Linked DNA regions of Mus musculus: regions 1 and 2 are each linked to region 3. The links are chromatin contacts, called in public ChIA-PET and promoter capture Hi-C maps. All regions are on one chromosome and are shown on one strand. Each heading gives the region's core, a stretch centred on a gene start, on an enhancer-like site or on the middle of the called end of the contact. The rest is flanking DNA. Distances are from core to core; before and after follow the strand shown. Region 1 overlaps Gucy2d (guanylate cyclase 2d). Region 2 holds the start of Lrrc32 (leucine rich repeat containing 32). Region 3 holds the start of Emsy (EMSY, BRCA2-interacting transcriptional repressor).

What was found. ChIA-PET counts read pairs in DNA pulled down with a chosen protein or histone mark. Capture Hi-C pulls out chosen DNA fragments and counts their contacts.
Region 1: a contact with region 3 is called in an RNA polymerase II ChIA-PET map of effector CD8 T cells, with 5 read pairs. The contact joins the enhancer-like site here to the promoter of Emsy in region 3. A contact is called at or near these places in 13 of 39 promoter capture datasets (the 3T3-L1 cell line, the C10 cell line, cranial neural crest and 8 more), 11 of 115 datasets of contacts at active chromatin or transcription factors (the 230-238 cell line, the NIH/3T3 cell line, acute myeloid leukemia and 6 more) and 3 of 9 other capture datasets (adipose tissue, embryonic stem cells and liver).
Region 2: a promoter capture Hi-C map of adipose tissue shows a contact between it and region 3. The contact joins the promoter of Lrrc32 here to the promoter of Emsy in region 3. A contact is called at or near these places in 11 of 39 promoter capture datasets (the 3T3-L1 cell line, the C10 cell line, HPC-7-derived erythroid cells and 6 more), 1 of 15 datasets of contacts at CTCF or cohesin (large pre-B cells), 14 of 484 Hi-C or Micro-C datasets (B cells, the N1E-115 cell line, Th1 cells and 8 more), 32 of 115 datasets of contacts at active chromatin or transcription factors (the 230-238 cell line, the HPC-7 cell line, the NIH/3T3 cell line and 21 more) and 4 of 9 other capture datasets (adipose tissue, embryonic stem cells, liver and 1 more).

What each region holds. Positions count from the first base shown.
Region 1 is chr7:98,467,011-98,470,830 of GRCm38.p6, forward strand. Gucy2d (guanylate cyclase 2d) reads left to right here. Exons shown (of 19, transcript NM_001130693.3): 14 at 569-761. Among named protein-coding and RNA genes, the nearest start is that of Gm38588, 12 kb to the right of the region's middle. Within about 2 kb of position 2,306, at least 40 of the 459 cell types and tissues checked have an H3K27ac peak or open chromatin away from gene starts, as enhancers often do. A contact at or near this core is called in effector CD8 T cells, where this site is marked.
Region 2 is chr7:98,488,383-98,491,898 of GRCm38.p6, forward strand. Lrrc32 (leucine rich repeat containing 32) reads left to right here and starts at 1,609. Exons shown (of 3, transcript NM_001113379.2): 1 at 1,609-1,715.
Region 3 is chr7:98,654,964-98,658,849 of GRCm38.p6, forward strand. Emsy (EMSY, BRCA2-interacting transcriptional repressor) reads right to left here and starts at 1,606. Exons shown (of 20, transcript NM_172280.2): 1 at 1,511-1,606.

The DNA.
Region 1 (3,820 bases), core at 1,056-3,555, 190 kb before region 3:
GTCTGTTAGCACAAACACCTCCATGCCCCTACACATGTGTGCATGCACATGCATGTGCATGTGTGTAAGGACAGAGGTCAACCCCAAGTGTCATTTCTTAGAACACTTCCCACGTTGTCTCTTTAAGATTGAATTCATCTTCATGGCCTACAATTTGGCTGGGAGGACTGGCAACCCAGGGACCTTCCAGTCACTACATCCTTGGCACTGGGTTTACAAGCACGCATACCACCCTGGGCTTCTTATTTGGGTTCTGAGAATCAAACACAGGTCCTCCTGCGTGCCCCTTCACTGACTGATCCCCTTCCCATCCTCATTTCTTCTCATCTATCTAATGTATTTTTCTAGCCTTTCCCCATATATTGGACACTGAGCTGTGCATATCTGAGTTGAGCTCCTACTGCCCCACACCCCAAGAGCAAGGAGTGGCTTTAATTCTGAGAAAGTTAGGACAGGTGCATCCAGTGTGGCTGACACACTAGCCAAACAGGGACATCCTCCCTATCACATCCCCAACCTCCAAGCTGGAAAAAAACAGGGTCCTCATATGGCCCCTCTCACTTCTCAGGTCTGTCGCCCATGCTCTAAAGATGGGGACAACAGTGGAGCCCGAGTACTTCGACCAGGTCACCATCTATTTCAGTGACATCGTGGGCTTCACCACCATCTCAGCCTTGAGTGAGCCCATTGAGGTGGTGGGCTTCCTCAATGATCTCTACACGCTGTTTGATGCTGTTCTCGACAGCCATGATGTGTATAAGGTGAGGACAACAGGTGACCTTCTTCTCTCTGTAGCCAGCACCACTAATTTGTGTCTATCCACTCACTGTGCGCTTGTATCAATTAACCCTGCTGTGTAATGAATAATCTCAAAGTCCAGTAGCATACAAAGAAACCATTTGTGACTCACAAGGCATCTCCAGCCAGATGTGGGCCAGGTGGGCAGCTTGCTGATCTTAGTTTGGTTTTCTGCATCTCTGGAACCTTGACTGGAGGGACTGGGCTCTGGCCCAGAGTCTCTCTGAGATGGTTCACATGTATAGCTGGGTTCTGAGAGAGGGCAGAGGCATGTTAGCCCTTGAGCTCTCGCCTGGGGTTGGCACACTGCTTTTCCTGACAAATTCTGTTGGCTGAGGGAGACAACTTGAAGAGGTGGAAGACGCAGTACCAGCTGTGGATGGGCGTTGTAGCCACATTGCAGGGGATGTGAATCCAAGGAGGGATGGAGTGTGACATTTAAGTTGATTTCTTCCGGAAAGAGTCAGGAGATGGAGCAGGCAAGCTGCTTACACTGTTTGTAGTGCCCCAGCACTTACTGAGCACCTACTGTATACAAGATGCCAGGTTAAGGGCTTTGTGTGCATGAGGACTTAGGAGGAAAGGGCTAGCACCCCTCACTTACAGATGAGATGGTGGGGTGAAGTGACTCGGGTGAACCTGAGGGCTGAACTTGCTGTTGAGTCCTCAGCCCCTTGTAGGAAGTTTACCCTCTTTGCGACATAGATTCTCTTGGGATAATGTCACAGTGGCCCACAAGCCCTCTGGAGTTGACCCAGCTCTTCTCTGAGTGCATTTGTGGCTGTTCCACCTCTGTGGACCACCACATTTTTCTGAGTGTTCGAGGCTCACACCACCAGACCTTCTCATATAACCCTTCCTCTTCCTGATTCACCCACCTTTTTCCTCTCTCCCTGCTCCCTGCTAGCCATCTTTCCAGTCTCCCATTCACTCCCTTGCATAGGTAGCTGCTCTCATTGGCACTTGTAAAACTCCCCTTGGCAGAATTTGTTGATTCAGTCCAGAGGCCCAGAGAGGAAGGAAGCCTGCCTGGGTCTACACAGACAACAGCAGAGCCACGAGGAACCCCAAGTGTTCACAGGCTACCACAAGCACTCTCTCCTGCAGACAGTATGGTGGTGACCACCTTTGCCACTGCCACTTGAGACCCCAGCCTCTCTTCTGCTCCCCCTGGGGACTCCATGGCTCCTAAGATGTCTGGAAGGCCAATGGGCACACCCCGGCCTCCTGTGTGTCCCACAGGTCTCCCTGCGCCTCCATGCTTTGATCTGCCCCAAGTTACCCCTGGCCTGTCTCTCCTACCTCTGCCAATCTTTTCTCACACATGTGGCCCTCACAGCTCTGAATCACGGCTCAGCTCTGCTCTGAACTCCAGCCAAGAGGCCTGCATCTTCCCAGCAGAGGGAAATGAAATCAAACAAGGCCCGCACACCCCTCCAGATGTGGGGAACAGCAGGCCCAGCCTCTGTGATGTGTAGTGCATCTCTCATCACTCCCCCCATCTGCCTTGGTCCCCCCGCCCATCAACAGCAGGATCTAGTTACCACTTTGAATCTTTTCTGGGCTGAGAAGCAACCATATAACCACTTCCTGCAAGGGTGGCAGTATGGGTAGGGGTGAGGGAGAGAATGGAGGATAAGGATGGGGGTTGGTAATGGGGTTGGGTGGAAGGACCACCCCAGCATCAGCATTGCTGGGTGAGCACTTCTCTGTACATAGCAAAGAATTTGAGTGCTGGGACAAGGCTTGGGACAGGAGAAAGGGGACAAGGAGAGGTGTGGTTTCCCAGCTCAACCTGCTGTGTGAGATGTGAGGCCTTAGCCATCTAAGCCATCAAACAACCCCAAAGCTTGTCCACCCTCTGAGCCCAAAGTTCCCCTTAGTGAAGCACGGGGTTGAAATACCAGTGGCTCAGCTCTGCTCTGCAGATTAGAAGAGACAGGGCAGTCACCGACAGAAGGCTAGCAGCGACTGACCTCAGCTCTTCCTCATTCTCAGGCCTCACCCTGACGGAGAGCTTGGCCTCGAGGTCTTCACAGCATGCCATCTTTGGCACTATGTGTGCCCTTGGTGGGATGATTTAGCCCTCCATACACATGAAGCTCAGAGAGGGCAAGAGTCCCTCATGGAGGCTGCACAGCAAGTAGGTAGCACAGTCAGAGTCTACAAGCATGCTCAGTGGGAGGCAGCCATTCGTCTTGCTTCTCCTCTGTGGTAGCCTCCTCTTTGAAGGAAGCACATACACTTCAGGCAGCCATGGCCTCCCTTGCAAGTGGCTGCTTGTTTCCAGGCAGCTCTGGGCATGCCACCTCTGTGAGGGCCAGTGTGGCTGACCCTGCAGTGCTGGGCTGGGGGCAGGGCTGGTAAGAGCCAAGGTACATGACTTGGGGTGTGTGGGGCATTGCGGTGTCTCGAGAAACAAACAACTCTGCAGTAGAGGGGTGTGGTGGAGGGGGCATCACACAGACATTGGGTCCTGGGGCTTCAGGGGGCTCCCTGTGGGCAGGGTCACAGCTGGCTCTGTTAACTCCACATACAGCTCACAGGGAAGAGCTGTGGCTGCAAAGGAAGCCCCAGTGTGTGCAGGCAGCAGAGCTGTGGTGCTTCCAGAACGTTCTTTTCTTCTTCTACCTCCTCCTCTTTAATTTCTCTCTCTCTCATTCTCTCTCTCTCTCTCATTCTCTCTCTGTGTCTATCTCTGTGTGTGTCTGTCTCTCTGTGACTGTCTGTGTGTCTGTCTGTCTCTGTTGGTCTGTTGTCTGTTTCTCTCTCTGTGTGTGTGTGTGTGTGTGTGTGTGTGTGTGTGTGTGTGTGTGTGCGTGCATGTATCTCTGTGTGTGCATGTGTGTGCATGTATGTGGAGAACAGAGGACTACTTGTGGAACCAGTTCTCTCCTTCCACCATGAGGGTTCTAGGCTCAAGCTCAGGTCACCAAACTCAGCTGCATACACTCTTACCCACGGAGCCATCACACACACACACACACACACACACACACACACACACACACACTGTCACCTG
Region 2 (3,516 bases), core at 359-2,858, 170 kb before region 3:
GGCTAAAGAGTTCCGCCTGGTCCTCAGTCCCAAGAGACCTCTGTAGTTGGGGGAGGACATGCTTGGTTGCCCCTCTATCTCCTATCTCTTGGGGAGCCCCATCCGGGCACAGAACCCCATGTGCTTCCTAACCACAACCGCAGCCCCTGGGGGCACAAGGGAAGCAGGCCGCTCATCCTGTAGTGATGGCACCAGCCCTGCCCTGCCCCCACCTTGAGCCAAGTTCTAGGGCAACTCTGACGGTGTGAGAGAGCATCAGGCCATCATGGGGAAGCAGGTAGGGAGAGCCCCAGCCTACCTGAGTCTTTGTTCATGCTCTGCCCTCGCTACAGAGTAGTCACAAAGCCCCTTCCTCGATTGATACATGACCCCATGGACTCCAACCTGGAAAAGGTGTCCTCCTAAAGCAGCAGATGAGGAACGGTCTCTAACACCCATCGGGTGCAGGCCCAGGCCTACATCGACTTCATCCAAAAGAGCGGCTCTTGCCATTCTACACTTGGCAGAGAGGGGAACTGAAGTTCAGTCTGACTAGATAGTACACACAAGGGCTGAGGTGGGAGAGCCACAACCCTGAGAGCTCCCGAGGGTGGGTGGGGGCAGGAAGCTGGGCTACTCTGCTGCTCTGACTCCTTATAGCATCAGAGGATGCCTCCTTGGTGAACCTTTCCCTGACCTTAGGTTAGGTCAGGGCTCTAGACTGGAGTTGTCAGGGACTGTCCTCTCTGGGTTGTTCGCACCGCATGGGTCCATCCAACCACTGTGGACTAGATGGGAGGAAAGGCCCAGCTCAGAGCCCAGCCCTACTCTGGCTCACCCCGCTTGGTGCTGTTAAGATAGGGTGGATGGCCCTCCTCTAGGCGCTGTGACCACCAGGGAGAACATTATGAATACAGAACTAGAGACTGGAGGACGGCAGCAACACTCTTCACCCATCTTTCAGTCTAGACCCAGCAGGGCACGGTGCCAGTGTCTGAGGAGGCTAAGTACCTTGTAAAGGCAGCGGCTTTGGGTAAGTTATGAGACTGTCATTATGCAGTTTAACCTATCAGAGCCTCAGGTCCCCCAAATGTCCGTGGGGACCTGACAAGTCTCAACCAGCTGGCTTTTCCCTCATCCCACTCCTAGCCTCAGCTTCTCTATCAGTAAGCAGGGGACACTGACAGGCTTGGAGATGACTTAAAGGCAGGATAGCTGGGGGGGGGGGGGGGTGGATGGGACCCCCTCAGGGCCATCCCAGGGCCAAAGAAGGGTCACTTCCTTCCGTGCCGGTGGTTGCCAGTCACCTCTGGGTGGCCCCCTGCCTTGGTGCGGTGGCGCCAGGATTTCCTCCGCGGACCTGCGGCTCCCTGCACCCAAGACCTCGCGGGCCCACGGCTGCACGTGCGGCTGCCTCGGCCTAGCTTCTTTTGTGATCCTTCTCCCTCCAGTCGTTTTTCGGTTTCAAGCGCCGCCCTAGCTGGGTCCGGGCGATTCCAGAGCAGAGGCGATGCTCGGTTCCTAGGTCCGCACGGCTGGCAGGGCGGTGTTAGGACCCCGCGGCTCAGAGTCCCAGGGGGCGTGGCCGGGCGGCCGGTGCTATTTAAAAGGCGGGCGCCGCCCCCTCCCGGCCGGCTGGAGCGGCGCTGCAGCGGTCCGGCCTCGGCGGGCCAGACCCCCGGGGTTGCGCGAACGATGCGCGGAGGAGTCAGGCGGCGGCGGCGGCGCTGAGCCAGGTAGGGGCGGCGGTCGGCGGCGGTGCCTAGAGAGCTAGGGCCGGACCCTCCCTCGGCACCCGGGTGTTAGCAGATCTACCTAAGGAAGGGCTCAGATAGGCGTTCCCATTTGACAGCTGGGAAAATCGAGGCAGGAAGCTCTGGGTGTGCCTAGGAGCACACAGCCAAGCAAGCAGATTAGGATTTGAATTCAGGTCTGCCCCAGGCAGACATGGGCTTTCCACACTACCACTATTATCTGGAGGGGATACCCAGAACTCTTTGGGGAGACTTCTTTATGTGTGATAGATAGGAGGGACCCCCCTACCCCACCTCCACCCTGACATTTCACATCACAAGCACATTCCTTTGGGTTAAGGTCTGATTCCCCTGAGATGTAGGATGTCTCTAGAACGGGCTGCCCCTAGTGAGTGATTCACTGCACTGTGAGCCTTGAAGCTGCTCTCCCAGGCCCCCTTTGACAGTAGTCATAACAGACTGAGAGCCCTACCGCTCAGTATACTCCTGGGCCTGGGGCTGTAGGCTCCTGAGTAACTTAGGAAGGAAGTCTTGGCAGTTGCTTTGGAGGCACAGGGGCTGGATTCTGATACCGACTCTTCGATTTACTGTACAAGTGCCTTAGGGTAAGTCATTTCTCTGAATCTCGTGGTCTGGGAGAGAGATCCACAGGGTGCCCGTGGGGTCTGCACTAGTGGAGACCACCCAGCACTAAGGGACTATAGATCTGGCTGAGTCCCAGTTGCAGCACACCTAGGGGCTAAGGATCAGGCACTTTGCCTTCCCAAGCCTCGGTCCTCCAGTCTGTAAATGGGAATTATAGTAATCACCTCACTTGGTGGTTGTGAGAGTTAAAAGACCTGCAGTCAACCTAGGGCTTAGAAAAATTGTAACCTCCTTGCATAGTAGGGGCAGTCTTATTTTTATTATAGGTTTGACTCCACTATCTGTCTGTCCCCCTCTGTCATGCACGCGCGAGCACGCGTGCATGTGCACACACACATACAAGCACATACAGAGATATTCTTTGACACCTCTCCAATCAGAATCCAGCTACCTGCCTGCAGAGCCAGGACCTCTATCCTCAGCATCGTTGGTATCTGAACCATCAGGGAAGGACATGGAAGGGTCCCAGTACTTTCCTGGTCATGCTCCACCTGATCCATGCTAAGCAAGGATAGCCAGTGTTGGAATGGGAACTGGTGTGTCCTGCAGATGAATCACCTAGGCAAGGAGAGATAAAGAATTTGCCCTGAGGACCACACTAGCCAGTGGTGGGGCTTGACAGTGAGCCCTGGGTTTGAATGCCTCTGGTTGTCCCTGGGGGGCTGAGTTCTCACTGCTGCAGATGGGGCACAGCAGGGTGCTTCTTTCCACCATAATTCTGTGGGGACTGTCTCTTCTGGATGTGCAGAGGAAGGAGAGACAGGGTCCCTTTGGGCATCCCTACCTTAACCCCAGGTCCTAACTTGTCCTTATTGCAGCTGAATTTGTGACATCATTCAGCCACTTGTTCCCTGGGAGAAATTTAGTGAGCATATACTTAAGGAATGAAGCAAATGAGAAATGAGAGCGGGAGGGGGGATAGAACACCCAGGAGCCTGAGCAGGAACATTCTGGACCAGGAGGGAGCAGCCAAGCAGAGTCCTTCCCCATCCCCCATCCCCCTCCCCCCCACACACACCCACCACCAGGCAGCAGGGAAGGTACTGAGGTGACTGAGGAGTTTGCTGAGGGGAAGAAGGTGGTAGGTGGAGCTGATGGGAGAGAGGGTGACGTCTGAACGCTACTGGAGATTTCAAAG
Region 3 (3,886 bases), core at 356-2,855:
CACTCCAGCTCCTGACAAAGGAAAAAAAACACCATTTGAGAGCACAATGACCCAGCTCATACTAACAGGGGAAAGAACAGGTTTTAAAGTCAAACACTTCTTGGTTCCAGTTCCAGCTTTACAACATAATTAGTTGTTTCATCCTTGTGAATTGGCCTCTCTGAACCCAATTTGTATGCCTTTATTTTAAAAAAAAAAAAAAAAAAAGTAATCCCAAGTTTGTTTCAAGTATTATTTAGAAAACAGGGCAAGCCAAGTTCTGTCATAGTGGCTGGCATATGACTTGCCAAACAGACTCTACCACCTGTGCAACCTTGGACAAGTGATTTGACCTCTGCCAGTTTCCTTAATAATAAGTTAGGAGATAAAATAAGCAAACGGTGGAGCATGTCATTTGGATAAATGAAACTCAATAACTCTTTTCTCAAGTTTTGGCAGTAAAAAAAGAGTCATTTCGACCAGTTACCAAAAGTTTAAAAGCCTAGAATTTCGCACTGTGAATTCCTTGGTCAAACAAAACTACACTACAGGTTGAGAACTCAGTAGATCTTCCTTAACATCTGTTAAACTGATAAATGGATGGTCAGCAGCAGAGTAGAATGAATGAATGAGCCAGCCTAAGAGTCAAACACTAAACCGATATGACTCTTCAACTGCGTTCCAGGCTCTGGGTTGCTAACTCCAACTCTTGGCCTCAAGTGGAGCCCCCTTCCCCCTACTTCCCATAGTCCTCTGAGCTCAGAACCAACTCTGAGCGAGCCAAACTGGATGGCGCGCCCCAGCTGGCAGGATGACATAAAGAAAGGGGGTGGAGAGGAGGAAGGGGCAGAGCCAAAGGAATCCGCTCGCTCCCCAAGCCAGTCCCCGCCTCCCGGTAGAATCTCGGAGGCGGCCGGCGACCGCCCGAATCGGGTACCACGTCACGGCATCCCAAAGCATCCCCTCCAGGGAAACGCACGGCGGGGCCGCACAGCAAAGGAAAGCCGGGCAGCAGAAGCCGGAGCGTGCTCCCGGCACCGGGGTCGCACCGACTCCGTCCCCCGCTCAAGTGTCAGCAGGCAGCCCGCCCCGCCCCCTCTCTAAACACGCACTCGCTCACAGCACCACAACAAGAGCAGCCCGCCCGGCTCCTCGCCCGCGCGGCTCCGAGCGGGTTCCAATGTCAAGCCCGCGCCCCCGCGGCCAGCAGCCAGTCTTGGGAACCCTGGCCAGCGTCCGCGCCTCGCGCACTCCTCAGCGGAGACGACAACGGAGAAAAAGCGGGGGCACGGACAGACAGTCAGACAACCCGGAGTCGCCTCGGGGCTCCTAGACCTCGACCTCCGGCGTCCCATCACCAGGCATGCCGGAGTCGCCCTCAGTCCACTTGAGGGAGCCCCGCGATCCCGTTAGGAAACAACGGAGGATGGGGCTGACCGACCCAAGCCGGGCTCCCCGTGCCTGGCCAAGCGCTCCCCTACCCTGGATAGCCTGCCAGCTTTTCCCAGGACCCTGCCTGAGAGACACCCACCTGCCCGGCCTTTCGGGGCTCATCTAAAAGGCTCCTCCGCCAAGACTAGGGGACACCAGGAATTAGGTTTGTTTGCGGTGCCTCAGAAGGGGCAAGATGGCGACAGATACCAGAGCGCAGGCGCAGGCGCGCGCGGCTCGCCGGGAGGTGTAGTTCGCCTTTCCCGCCTTTTGAGAAACGAGCACTCAAAAGCCTCCATTCTTCCTGTCCCTTTTCCTCTGCCTTTTGAAAGGAAAGGGCGGACAACGCGGGTCCTAGTGGGAGTTGTAGTCCGAGTCCAACCTCGCTCCTCTTTCTCTTGCTGCTTGCTGGTCACATGCGCAAGGAAGTCTGGGAGTGTAGTTCCTTTCGGCTTCTACATTACCCTCCAGTCTCCAGCTTCGCGCGCCTATCCTCCGGTCTTTCCCAGCCAATCAGCTGCTCTTTCGGCTGTACGTGTGGCGTCACACGTAGCGGTCAAGATGGCGTCTGTAATTGGAGCTGAGCTTCGACCTTTTCACTCTAGCGAGGGTTGGGATGAAAAGAACACAGCTTGGTCCCTGATGCCCAGTTGAGGATTAAGATCTGGTTCCGTAGACGCTTGGGAGTAGTCATCAGCGTCTTCCAGCCACCCAAACGACAACTCAAGAAAGGTTATCCACTACGGAGAGAGAAGACCTCACAGTGGCCCGTACACCTTTCTCGGTGTTAGGAGTTGCAAGTGGAGGAAAGGAATCCGAGCGGTCTCAGCTTGGAGTTACGCCATGTACGAAGTAGGAGAGGTAGTGATATCTCGTGCAAAATCTGACAAAGGGAAGAAGGGACTTACTTGAGGCACTACGACATGGTAGGTTCACCATCAGCCTTTGTTCTTAACCACACAATGTTGTGGAGGCCTTGTGCCCCTATTTTACAGATCGATAGGGACCCAATATATTGTTTCTCTGATCCAAGAACTCAAAGTTAATTTCTAGTATTATAAATCCCATCGAATTTTGTTGTGTCCTCCCTCTAAATAAAGAACTCTGGTAGCATCGGATGCAATGAAAGTGCAAATCTTGAGGAATTGTTAGTGTGCATCCTTCTGTTAGCAGATTCCCGTGAAAACTAGGGTAACCACTGGGAGGACATCTAGCTCAATGGCAGATTGCTTGTCAAGTATGTGCAAGACCTGGAGACCTGAATCGGATTCCTAGCACTAAGGGATGTTAGGATGGACACACGAGAAAAACTACCCTGTGGGAATATTAAGATACACAACGTGAATGAAAGTTCTTTTCCTAGTTCATTATGAATTACATTTATAATCTCAGCACTGTAGAAGTGGAAGAAGATGAGGAATGCAGGGTCAGACTGGACTGCAAGAGACACCGAGACCAAAACAAGAAAAAAGAAGAAGTTTTTAAGTAAATTGTGAACCACTGCATATGAGTCTACTCCTGCTCCTGAATGGAGCTGTAGGTTAGTCAGAAATAAAAAGGACCATTTCCTATACAGCTCTCCTGGCCTTCTTATTGCACCCTATTTTGAGGTCAGTTTCTTAAGAATACCTTGCAAGGTAGTAAATTAAGTCTTCTCGAGACAGGAATCAAAGGTGTACACCACCACCACCTCACTGGTAAATTAAGTTTTAATAGGAGGTTTTGTAATTTAACAGACATTCTATGATTTGACTCTTGCAGCATCTCCGTGAGACAGGCGTAATTAAGCTTCACCACTCTATAAATGGGAAAGCACAGTTGTTCAGGAACTGGTGAACTGAGAGGGTTCACATAGTAGAGCCCTGTCTCTAAAGAGCTGGAGAAATGGCTCAGTGCTTAAGAGCACTGGCCTCTCTTCCAGAGAAGCTGGGTTCTATTCCCAGCACCCATATGGCTCACAACCATTAATTCAGTTACAGGAGTACCTTAGGCACTGGACACATGTAGTATACAGATATCCACGCAGGCAAAATACCCAGACACCGAAAGTAAATCTTTTAAGACAACAAAAACTTTTACAGTAAGTCAAAAATAAGTGACAGATTATTAGAGTTGACCCTCCATCTCTTACATAATAGGTCCTTGGTACGGGTTAAAAAGCATCCCTAAGGTCCCACATAAGTAGATTGATAAAACAAGAATTTAAGTTTTGGCAGCCTGGGGTTGACGAGAAGGTTCAACAAGTGTTGTGTGTCTGTCTTGCAAGCCTGATGACCTGAATTCAATCCTCCAGTGATAGTGGGAGAACTGGCTTCACAGAAGTTTCCTCTGATCTCCAACGTACACACACACACACACACACACAATGAGAAAACTCTACCTGTTATATATAGGCAGCTTGGTCCTAGAGTCTACCTTCAGCCAGTAGTACCTCTCAAGATTTAATGTTAGCAGGAACACATGAAGGTAGGTCCTG